Linked DNA regions of Gasterosteus aculeatus: region 2 is linked to region 1. The links are chromatin contacts, called in public Hi-C maps. All regions are on one chromosome and are shown on one strand. The core of a region is the stretch at or near the end of the contact, and the rest is flanking DNA. Distances in the headings are between cores, read along the strand shown. Region 1 has its middle 16 kb from the start of LOC120817096. Region 2 holds the start of net1 (neuroepithelial cell transforming 1).

Evidence for each region. Hi-C and Micro-C count contacts between places; a contact is called where the count stands out from the background.
Region 2: a contact with region 1 is called in a Hi-C map of tail fin, with 6 times the contacts expected there. The contact joins the promoter of net1 here to the enhancer-like site in region 1. A contact is called at or near these places in 5 of 6 Hi-C or Micro-C datasets (liver, skeletal muscle, tail fin and 1 more).

Annotation. Positions count from the first base shown.
Region 1 is chr4:22,410,890-22,416,328 of fGasAcu3.hap1.1, forward strand. No RefSeq gene overlaps it. Among protein-coding and RNA genes, the nearest start is that of LOC120817096, 16 kb to the left of the region's middle. Within about 2 kb of position 2,447, at least 1 of the 9 cell types and tissues checked has open chromatin away from gene starts, as enhancers often do.
Region 2 is chr4:22,487,925-22,493,363 of fGasAcu3.hap1.1, forward strand. It overlaps net1 (neuroepithelial cell transforming 1), which reads right to left and starts at 2,158. Exons shown (of 11, transcript XM_040174798.2): 1 at 1,867-2,158. The coding sequence starts at 1,973. LOC120818524 (a long non-coding RNA gene) reads right to left here. Exons shown (of 4, transcript XR_013467387.1): 3 at 4,644-4,741; 4 at 2,744-4,100.

The DNA.
Region 1 (5,439 bases), core at 1,197-3,696:
CCTGAAATGAGCTGCAGATGTGAGATGAGAATCTGTTCATTTTGAGGCACATAAACCACAAATCGCCCCCAAAAATCACCTCGGATCAAACAGACCTTTTTTTAAAAAAAAAATGCATAGCGGTCATTCGCTGCTATGCATTTTTAAAAAGGATTTCCGTTAATGATAATCATGTTTGGATGTGTGAGACCCTGAGTGGAGGAACAGTGTAGTACACCTCTACTTAAATATAGTATATTTTATATGCAATATGACAATTGTGGAGTCCATAACTGATCAGGAGCTCAGCCATGTCTGCTGGGAATGTTTAGAGCTGGTTATGTGTTGTTGGAACAGTTACCCAAATCTCAGTTTAATATCTCTTCCAAAACCGGTTGGGGTATTTTCCAAACCCCCATTTAAACCAGACGCAACTTCACCTTGTCAGTTTCCATCCAGCCTTCATGCAGCATTGCGGGTGGCTGGAGATCATCCTAGTTGACATCGGGCGAGAGACGGGTTTCACCCTGATTTGGTTGCAGAACTGACACAGAGACAAACAACCTTTCACACTTACATTCACACACCTTTGGGCAATTTAGAGCCACCAATCTCCCTGATCCCCATAGCTTGTCTTTGGACTGTGGGAGGAAGCCGGAGTACCCGGAGAGAACCCACGCAGACACGGGGAGAACATGCAGACTCCACACAGAAAGGCCGCTGGGTAAAGTACAAGCCAGGACGTTTTCGCTGTGAGGCGACAGTGATGACCACCACACCACCGTGACACCCTGCATTGTCAGTTTATCTCTCTTCAACATCTCTCTCCACACCAAGGGGCCACAAACAATGGCTGAAATATGCACCTAGGGACAAAAACCAACTCCTGTAACAGACTTGAATGAGAAGGCTCTACTTTATTTTAACTCTTCACATTCAAAGATGCAGCATCAAAGTCAATTCTGGCTTTCTGTTGTGTGTTTCCGGACACTTTTTTCCACATCATGTCTGAACCTGTGGCCTCTGCTGTGACCTGCAGGATGAGCTCAGCCTTACTACGGCCTCCCTGTCTAATCAGCACTTTGAAGAAGGACTACCCTCTGGGATCCCATCGATGAGACACAGCAGCTGTCCAGTTGATCCCAAACCACGTGAAAAGAAATAAAGATGACGCACTCAGGGAGTTTTCTTTCGGTTTTGGACGTTTGAATTAAGATTTTACACAAAGTCGAAAGATCAAATAAATGTTTCATTTCAGAACTTGATTGAACATCTGTGTATTTCTGCCATCTTTAGCCCCACAGTGTGTTAACTGGGTTAAGTAAGAAGTCTGATAATCCTATGGGACACTGACCTCTTGCAGCATGTCGGATTCTGATAAAATCGATCTTTAGATAAGATAAACCCAGAAAACGCACTTCTTGAATAAGAACGGGGGAAAAAAAAATACAGATTCAGACGATGCATCCTCTTATCGTATCATTTCTCCGTTGGACTCGCTAGATTAAAGACTCCTTTCTGCACTCAATTGTTCTCAGCCAGTTTAGACTCTGGTCTCCACCCTCTAGTCTGCTCCCACACTTACAGTAAACCAGACTTGCTTTGGTCTGAGAAAATTAAGTGTGTGTGTGTCTGGACGACAACGCCCAAGGTTACACACACCCACCCACACACACACACACACACACACACACACACACACACACACACACACACACACACATACACACACACACACACACACACACAGGCGAAGGGGGGCTTCAAAAGCAGCCATCTGGTTGTATTTTGGGAAGGGAGTCCCCCTGACCGAGAGTCGCCCGATCTCCAGTGCAAATGAAGTGAGCAGAGTTTCCTTCCCAGATGCTTTTCCCTCTCTGTCCCCGCCGCTCAGCTGCTGAGACGCGCGCCTGCTCAGCAGAAGCCAGCGGGTCGGCCTGCTCTGTTTCCCCAAAGAGGTTCCAGAAGGCCTGGAATGCCACTAAGACTGTCCGTCTCCCAGCTGTTCTGAGCCATACGGTTTCTCACCCTTTCTTACTATTATTATTATTGTACGGGGAGAGCAAAAGGCCAAAGCTCTGCTGCTTGGGCCGTAGTATTGAGCAGAGCACTTCATGTGAGGCCAACTCTCATTTTAGTTGAAGGTGGTTTTCATCCAGTAGAAGCTACTAATGACTGGGCCTTTACAGCTCAGATAATGATCACCTCACTTGTAGTTAACCCCCCTCAAACAAATCATTAATACCAACATGATCCGCTCAACCAAGCATCTCCCCGACCCGCCACAGTAAGAGAGTAGTAGAAACAATATTCAAAATATGTAGGAATGTAGGAAGGACAATGAGCCAACATACAAATGCAGTGACAAACCTTGAGGAAACATTTGAAGGGAACATAGTCTTCTAGGCTGTCACTGTCGTTGCTTCATACACATTTGACAGTAACCAAACGTTCCCCCTCAGGTATTCACCAAAGGTGGAAATTTACGCCTTTAGCATTCAGTACATCTGAGTAATCAGCGGCATCCGAACGGACTGCATTACTGCAGCTCCCTATTGTAGTCCATCACAAACTAATATTCATGTTGCAGCTCAAGGTGAGGCAGGTGAGTTATATACCCAACCTGACATGCAGTCATAAACTCTATGCAATGAAAAAGACAAATGGTTGATAGTCGAAACCCCCAATTATGTAATTTTGATGTACCGTGACCGCATGCTACCTGTAAGTAGACCTAATGACCTACTCTAGGCTAAGGCCGCAGACACAAATGAACAATACAAGAAAGCCATCATTAAGACCAAATGTCACAATCCAGATGCTTTCAGTTGAACTGACCTTAAATCGGATGCTAATTCACCTAGTTTTATCGGAACAAAGCTGTATGATTTTATAGAATTGAACCGTCAATGTGTAGGCGAGGTTACATTTTTGCAAAGACCATTAATTACTGAGTTAACTAGTTCATGATCTATACTTTACTGATTGCACTTTAACTTCCCCCAATAAGCATTAGTTAATAACTTGTCTAATCTAACCATTTCTAAATCAAACCTCTGGATCAAGAGTAGGTTTCCTAAGAAGAGGTTTGATTACAAATACTTTGAAGGACTGGGGTATGTCTTTTCAACAAAGACGGGTTCATAATGTCCAGTAAAGATGTGCTGATTAGAGGTCAAAGTACTTTAACCAGCCTAGTCAGGACGGGGTCTATGAGACAGGGCTTAAACCTAGAAATTGGTAAATCTATTGGTAAAGGTCGATAGGAGAAAACATGTACTCTCAAATCTCAAATCCAATCATGATTCACCAAATTCCCCATTTTTACACAGTGTCCAAATGTGTACACAACTCATGGTCTATAACAGCACTTAAGGCCAGCATTGTACTCTGACTCCTTCCCCTAAACAACAACCCTCAAGTACAGAATGTGCGGCAGGTAGGTCCGTGTTTTCAGACTGCTCCTCCTGTGCTGACAGTCATTTACTAGGCCACCATCCACTCTGGCATCCTTGGATTGTAACAGAGACCTACTGTGATGTCACATTGCTCTCCATAACAGGTGAGAAGTATGTTAATAGTCAGAGCAGTGGGGAGAAGGAGGGGAAGTGGTGAGATTGTAAAAATGCCCCGACTGATGCACAGCATGTTCATGAATGTACGATAAACCTCTTTATTGCTGGAGAACTTGCTTTTGATTGGTTAACTGTTTGCTGAGACAGAAATGTAATGTCAGTAAATGTAATAGTTCATTGTTTAAACCAGTGCTCAGTATTTATTGAACATTGTGTAACAGTAAAAACTAAACATGTCAATGATGCAGTTTCTTTATAATGACCAGAGATTTTGGCAAATAGAGGCTGGGTTACGTAACTTATTGGCACGAACTGCAAGGCACTTCTCGCTCAACGTCATATTCGAATGTTTGGTTCTGCAGAGGGTAGAGTCAAGGTCAAAGTCATCCATTTAATTGTCCCCTCCGAGCTGCAACACAGTCTCACTCCCAACTTCAGACACTCTAGTATGGGTCGGTCTTATTCTTTTAAACGGGACCTGAAAGCGGCTTCCTGGGTGAAGGTCCTGTGTTACCATCTGCAACCCCTCTCACCCGCCCCAAGCAGCCTAATCGATGGGCTTACTTTGACGAGAGTGGAGAGGACGGTGTTCCTCACACAGGCGCTTTAGCCTGCCTCTGCTCATTGCTGTCAGACAGCATGAGGCACTGACCTAGTAGCCGAATTTGATGGGTTGGGAGGGAGAACCCAGTAAACATGAATAGCTATTTGTTCCTGAGATTCCTATCTAGATAACGCAGCAATTATTGTTATTATGCTGAGTTAATGAATCCTGGAGCTGATCTGATTCACTTCACAGAGAATTTAAACAAGATAAGTTGAGGCTGCTTATTTAGCACCAGGATGGACCCAACCAGCTTGTTCTTTGTGTGAATCTATTGTCATGGATACTGTTACTAATATTCAAGCAGAATAAGCTGACTGTCAACCCTCCGGTCCCATGTGCTGTTGAACCTGACAGAAAACATTAGCTGGCTGTCACTGTGTCGCAGCTACAAACCTGAGCGGATGTTTACACCTCAGTGTGTCCACTGTCTTGTATCCATCTCCATGCTGAGGTGATTTGAATGAGCATGAGTTCAGAACATTGCCACGCAATGACAGTGAAAAACAGATTGACGGTTGATTTAACGAAGCATTTAGTTCCTTTTTTTCCCCACAACTATAAATAACTTCAGCTCTTTAAACTGTAATAACAGTTTACAGGAAGATGAGACTGGCCTGCATACATGGTGGCGCCTGTGAGACACTGAAGACAGAACAGTTTACACCCGTGGCGTCCCTGCTCTGCTTTCATCCCTCACGTGCCTCAACCTCTTTTTTATTTTGCCGACGGTGCTTAATTTGCTGTCTCATGCGTTTATCTGCTGGTGATGAGGTGTTAGACGTGGAAACCGGGTGATCAACATTCCTGAAGGCACCAAGGCTCAAAACTCTCCCTGCTTGCCTTCTACGATAGGAGTGCAGCTCACAGATATCCAGGTCCAGAGTTATTGTTATCCTGACTCGCGTTCGCATTTGTTAGTTGCAGAACGGATACATTCATCTGCCCGTTCATCAAAAACACCCGTTCGCTGAACATGCTCTTTTTGCTCTGTAGATCCTGCATGTCCTAATTCGGTATTTGCAGACCGTGTGCAGCATCCTGACAACAATGTGACACAAAAGACCTTTGACACCGACCTGCCCCCCCAACCCCCGGCCTCTCTATATTAAAACTCAGAGGTGGGAAAAATTCTGATTATCTCACAGTTTACACAGCGTTTTTTCTTTCTTTCCCCTCCATATCTGCACTGTCCAACTTTTTCTAATCTGTCTGTATCTCAGAAAGTACCCCGGCTGCAGAAACCAATTTAGTCTGTTGAAAATACTGTTTTTCCACAGG
Region 2 (5,439 bases), core at 908-3,407, 77 kb after region 1:
GTAACCAATCAGGTGAAGAGACCATGGTGACTGGCTCCGCCCCCTTACTGTCAAAAAGAAAACAGCGAGCAGGTAGAAAAGCGAGCAAATATCTCGCAAGAGAGACTTTTGCTCGCGCGAGACGGGCTTTTAAAAAAAAAAAAATATTCCGATTATTAACTTTTCTGAATCAAGACCAAATCTAGAGAATCGAGAGAAATTGAAAAATCCACCCCTATTCACTAACATGCGTCTCCTCTTGCATTGTAAGTACGTAGCTTAGTGAGAGTGGGGTCGGACTCCCTGAACACAGCGGGTGTCTTTTCCTAAATTCTCATGAATTCTCCTGACCATCTTTCCTTGACGCTGTGACGTTTTCCACAGAGCTCAAGGAATAGTTGTTCGGAGGTTTTTTTTTGTTGACAACTCGAATGCAGCATTTTTGAGCCACAGCCCCCAAGAGAACGATCCCATCGCCCTCTGTCCTCCCACCCAATGTGCTGTTTCAGACGTGCTTTAAATAGACAGTGAACGTACAATGCTGAGTTCACGAGTTTTGAAACTTTTTTTCTGACGGCTGAATTCCACCATCCGTCTAGTATTTAATGCCAGTCTCACTTGTCAAAATCAAACCCATATTTTCTCTCAGGCAACATTCATAATGTTTTCCCTCCATAAACCTTGTTATGGAGGTCAAATAGCGGGTGACGGTTTTCCATGTTGGTCTACAGAGCCGGTTGGCAGCAGGGCTTGGTCATTTTGGCACACAACATGGAAAGCCTTTGAAAAGACTCCAGTGGGAACTCTTGCAGGGGTTCGCAATCCAAAAAACCTTATTGGATGTCAGGCACAAGTCTGAAATCGCATCAGATAAACTGCATTGAAACAAATGAGATCTGGGGCGCTATTCAAGAGCCAGTCACATTCATGCCCACAAAGTAAACAAGGAGAACACCGGAGAACAATGAGAAGTGTGCAGTGTGGTTGCAGAATGAGACCTCCTCTAACCACAGAGAGACGCGGCACACAGGAGGCACGACGGCTCACTGTTTTGGGGACTGCTTGTGGAAGGTTTACGCTCATAAGGAACCTTTGTTGCGGTTAGTTTGTTTTTGGGGACGGGTAGAATAGGTTCAAAGTCCGTCTTAAACCAATACTGACATGGCGATGTGATCGTTCAAAGACTTATTGATCGCTGTGATCCAATCAATATTTTAGCAAAACTACCCAATGGGGTCTTCGTAAAGACATCGGTCTAAAAATATAGACTCATATACACTAACTATATATGCACATAAGGAGGTCACATGAGTGTTGTTGATTACCATTTTCAAAAAATACCCTCTAATAAAGCATTTTTCTGAATAAATTATTCTCTATGTGTTTTTTTAGAGTAGAACCACGTTTTGCAAATACAACTTTGAATAGACTTTAAAAATGATCATATCAGCTGGAGTAAAAATTACCACATCTGAATAAATATTTAAAATATTATGATAAGGATCCAAACCTGCAAAAAAGACACTATGGACATACATATGTGTTTTAACATAGTTATTTTTATATTATTAATTGTATATTTTTATCTTATCTTACTTTATCTTAATTATTTTATTCTTATATTGCACCAAGTCAAATTCCTATATGTGTGACAGAGAGCTGGGCTCAATAAGCAGCAGCAAGGCCCGATGCTGCCACCCGGCGGCGATATGATGCCGTTAAAAACCTGCTGAATCGCCATGTGACGTTGACGTTATTTATTTGGCAGATTTCGCTCCAAGACACAAGTTTGCAAAGTGACCTTAATGTTAACCTGAGGTATGAATGTCTCCAATTAGCGAGCGCTTCTATCGGGCTTTATAGTCCGAAGGGAAGAGACGGACTCACCGTCTCAGAGTCCCGCTGTCCCGGAGCGAAGACCCTTCTTCATCTGCGGAACTCTTCCTCTCCGGGTTGCCGGTGCTCGGTTGTCTTTTTGTTTCCTCTGAGGCCATTTCAAATGTCAGAGACCAGGGAGAAATAGGCAGCCAGGATAATAACAACAAATCTATTCTACGACTACTAATAGCAGGGGCTCGACACTATTTTTGAATATGGCGGAAATCCGCAAATTGACCAATGAGAGAAGAACAGAGTCGCTCGTGCTAGACGATGACCCTAAGTGGGCGGGGCCAGGGCAGTTCAGCTACAGGGCAAACGACACAAGCGTCTCCGTTTGGAGTAATTAGAATGCAATTTAAAAGAAACAGCATTAATTAGGTTGTCCATGCACACCACAACACAATAACTTAATCAGCGTCTCCCAGGCTGCATCTTGATCACACTGATCACATGTGACTTTGGGACTTCGGCACTGCTTATGACTGTATCTTTTTGGACGTCACGGTAAACAACGCCCATAGCGATTCATAGATCGACAACATACAAAGATTCATGTTCAGATAATTCCTCCCCTGCAGTCTCTTCCCTGGGCGCTTATTCTAATAAAAGGCCTTTGTGGTCTTGTTCACTCTCCTCCTCTCGGTCTGCTATCGCTCGTGATTCAGTCATCTTTTTTGATGTAAAACATTTAATTAGTTACAGGAATTTAAAAACATCTTGAATTATTGTTAGGTGAAATGTGCTTTATTGTGAATTTTCTTACATTGTACCAACTCAATAACCACAAAGGCATCTTCTATAACTGCTATCAGCCTCTAGTCGTGGTTAGTGTGAACTGCAGGAACATTGACTTGTTTCTGGCAGTGAAAATGACACCAGTAACTCACATTATGTAATATATATTTATAAAAGACACAAGCAAGATTTACTAGAGCTAAGATCAAGTTGTTATCCATAAATGGCAGATGTTACAGACAACATCCGTGAGTGTCCTTCAAACTCCTGATGGATCTCTTCCTGTTTGAATCCAGAGACAAAAAGCCGCGGTTACTTTCTTCTGCTCGTCCTGCACTTTTCCGAAGACTCACAGATGCATTGATCCACAGTTTCATAACCGATTTCAAATGGTGCTAGAAGGCTGCAGCGGGCTCTATGCACCAATAGAAATCAGTTATCTTTTAGAGGAGAAAGAGGAGGAGGGGAGAGGACAGTGTCGTACATGTCCTCCAGAGGCTCACTCACTGCCGGAGCTGTCCTCCTGTCCTCAAGAACACTGATTTCAAATGGTGCTAGACAATGGGAACACACATCTAAACCACCATATGAAACCAGCTTCTAGGGGAAGATGTTTTTTTGATGTCACAGCTGCAACGGTGAAATGAGTCCGAGTTAACAGCTCCATCTGTTTTCAAAAAGGTATTTTAAATGCATCGTAGCTCCTTAAGGAAAAAAAAGCCTACTAAGGGTCCATAACTTTACTACAGATGTCATGAAGGAATCCACACTTTAATAAAATATACATCATTTTCTGCTACTCACTAACAGCTCACTGAACTACCAGCACACACAATGCTGCAGCTCGTCACAACAAAGGAGGATGGGTACTTGGCCAGATGGTATCTTCTATAATGACTTCTGTCTGATTGCCTGCATACATCAACGCTTGTTTTTCAGTTAGAATGGAGTGTGTTTCTCAAAGACTTTTGGTGTCTAGACGAAGAGTTAGCTTTGTTCAAAGAGCTGCCCTCTACCGAACACATCTTGCTAGATAATATTAATAATATGAACAATGATGCCAGATAACGTGTGTATTAAGTAAAATAAAAAACACAACCACATACCGAAAAAAGTGCAACCACAACAACAGGGACCCCATGAAAAGCCATTCTTCATAAAGCCCCACAGCCCCATATCCTCCCTGCAGTCCATCCTCTGTCAACACATGAGCCGTGCAGTCAGACGGGACAGCGCAGGAAATATGTCTCAAACATGAATGCGGTTGTCATGGCAGCACGGCAACAAGGACAGCTGGTGGTTGAAACTTTGCCCCAAGCAACAGAGAGAAATTCAATCAGAACATCACAGCAAACCAAGGCTGACACGACAGTCGAGCGCTGGTGCTGTCAGCTCCACACTGATGCTCGGTCTCACTTAGACAACGCAAACATATGCAAATATATAATGATGGGTGAGCATAATGATGGGAGCTGACTTTGTTGTCATTCTCCCGGCCACTGATCCTGCAGGGAAGACGACAGAAGAATTATGTAACAACCATTGTGAGTAAATGTATACGTGAAATAGGATTTATTCTATTTATCTAAAACAATTAGAACTAGAACGATTTCAGGGCGGCACGGTGGCGTGGTGGTTAGCACTGTCGCCTCACAGCAAGATTTTTACACAGAAGTGTATACCTCTGTGTGAAATCTAGTTCCATCCAACTTCAGGCTTCTCAATTCTAGCCAGCTAAAAAATGCCACAAGTATACAAGGTGTTAATGGATTCTTTGTGGTCATACCGACCACCATGACATGTGTTGGAGCTACAAACACAAGCACTCAAGATGCTAGCAGTTTGCATCCAAAGGCAGAGGATGGTTTTGGTTTAAGTAACAGCTGTGTTACCTGGTGACTCTCAGTCACGGTAGTGACAGCACCTACTGAAAATACTAAACAAAATGTGTGGGCCTCAATTTGAAATTCATTCACATCCGTGTTTCTTTTACTAGTTCAAGCAATTACACAAGTACCTACATGCAACCACGGAGGCGTAAGGCTTACTCGGTCACTGTAGAACCCGGATGGCTGGGCCAGACGTCAACGGCTCACGTGGCTGATCACACTGCTCCGAGTCCTCCGTGACATACGAGCACATCCAGCTGGAGAAATGTGCAAACGGTGTCAGGGTGTGTGTGTGTGCGTGTGTGTGTGTGTGTGTTCTGTGTCTCGTGTTACAGCACAAAGACCTCCCTGCACTATTTGTTCTGTGGGAACCAGCGCACAGTACTTATGTAACCGGCCGCCGTCATGACAACAAGACTACACATGTAAACGCCACTTTGTCCCTGTGGCTTCTACAGGTGTTTGAAGGGTGTAAGATGAGCCATAACAGCTGATGAGCTCGAGGGTGGGGGTAGCAGGGTGGAGGCAGTTGACAGGGGGAAGATGAGACACTCGTGCCCGCCCACACTGACATTTTCTTAAATCCACCTCACAACGTTTGGCCATGCTGTCACATACTGCCTGAATCGTGCTATTCTGCTAACTGCCACCAGAGGGCCACATTACATCTGGAAGCCCAAGCTAACCGCTTGAAAATGGTTACTATGGTGATGTGGCTAACTGGATGGGGCTGTTGGGGACTTTCCTCTTGTCAGCCCTTAGTTTAGGGAGGTCAGAGGTCGAGATCACCCGTAATCGCTACTTGCAATCCAACACAGCAACACCATACAGTGTAAAAGTCTCAATGTCATATGTGACACTCTCATATTCCTGTTATTTTTATTTCCCTACCCCCCCAAAATGATATTAGAAAGGTTGCCTTGTGGTTACGTGCAATGTTGAACCAGAGAATTAC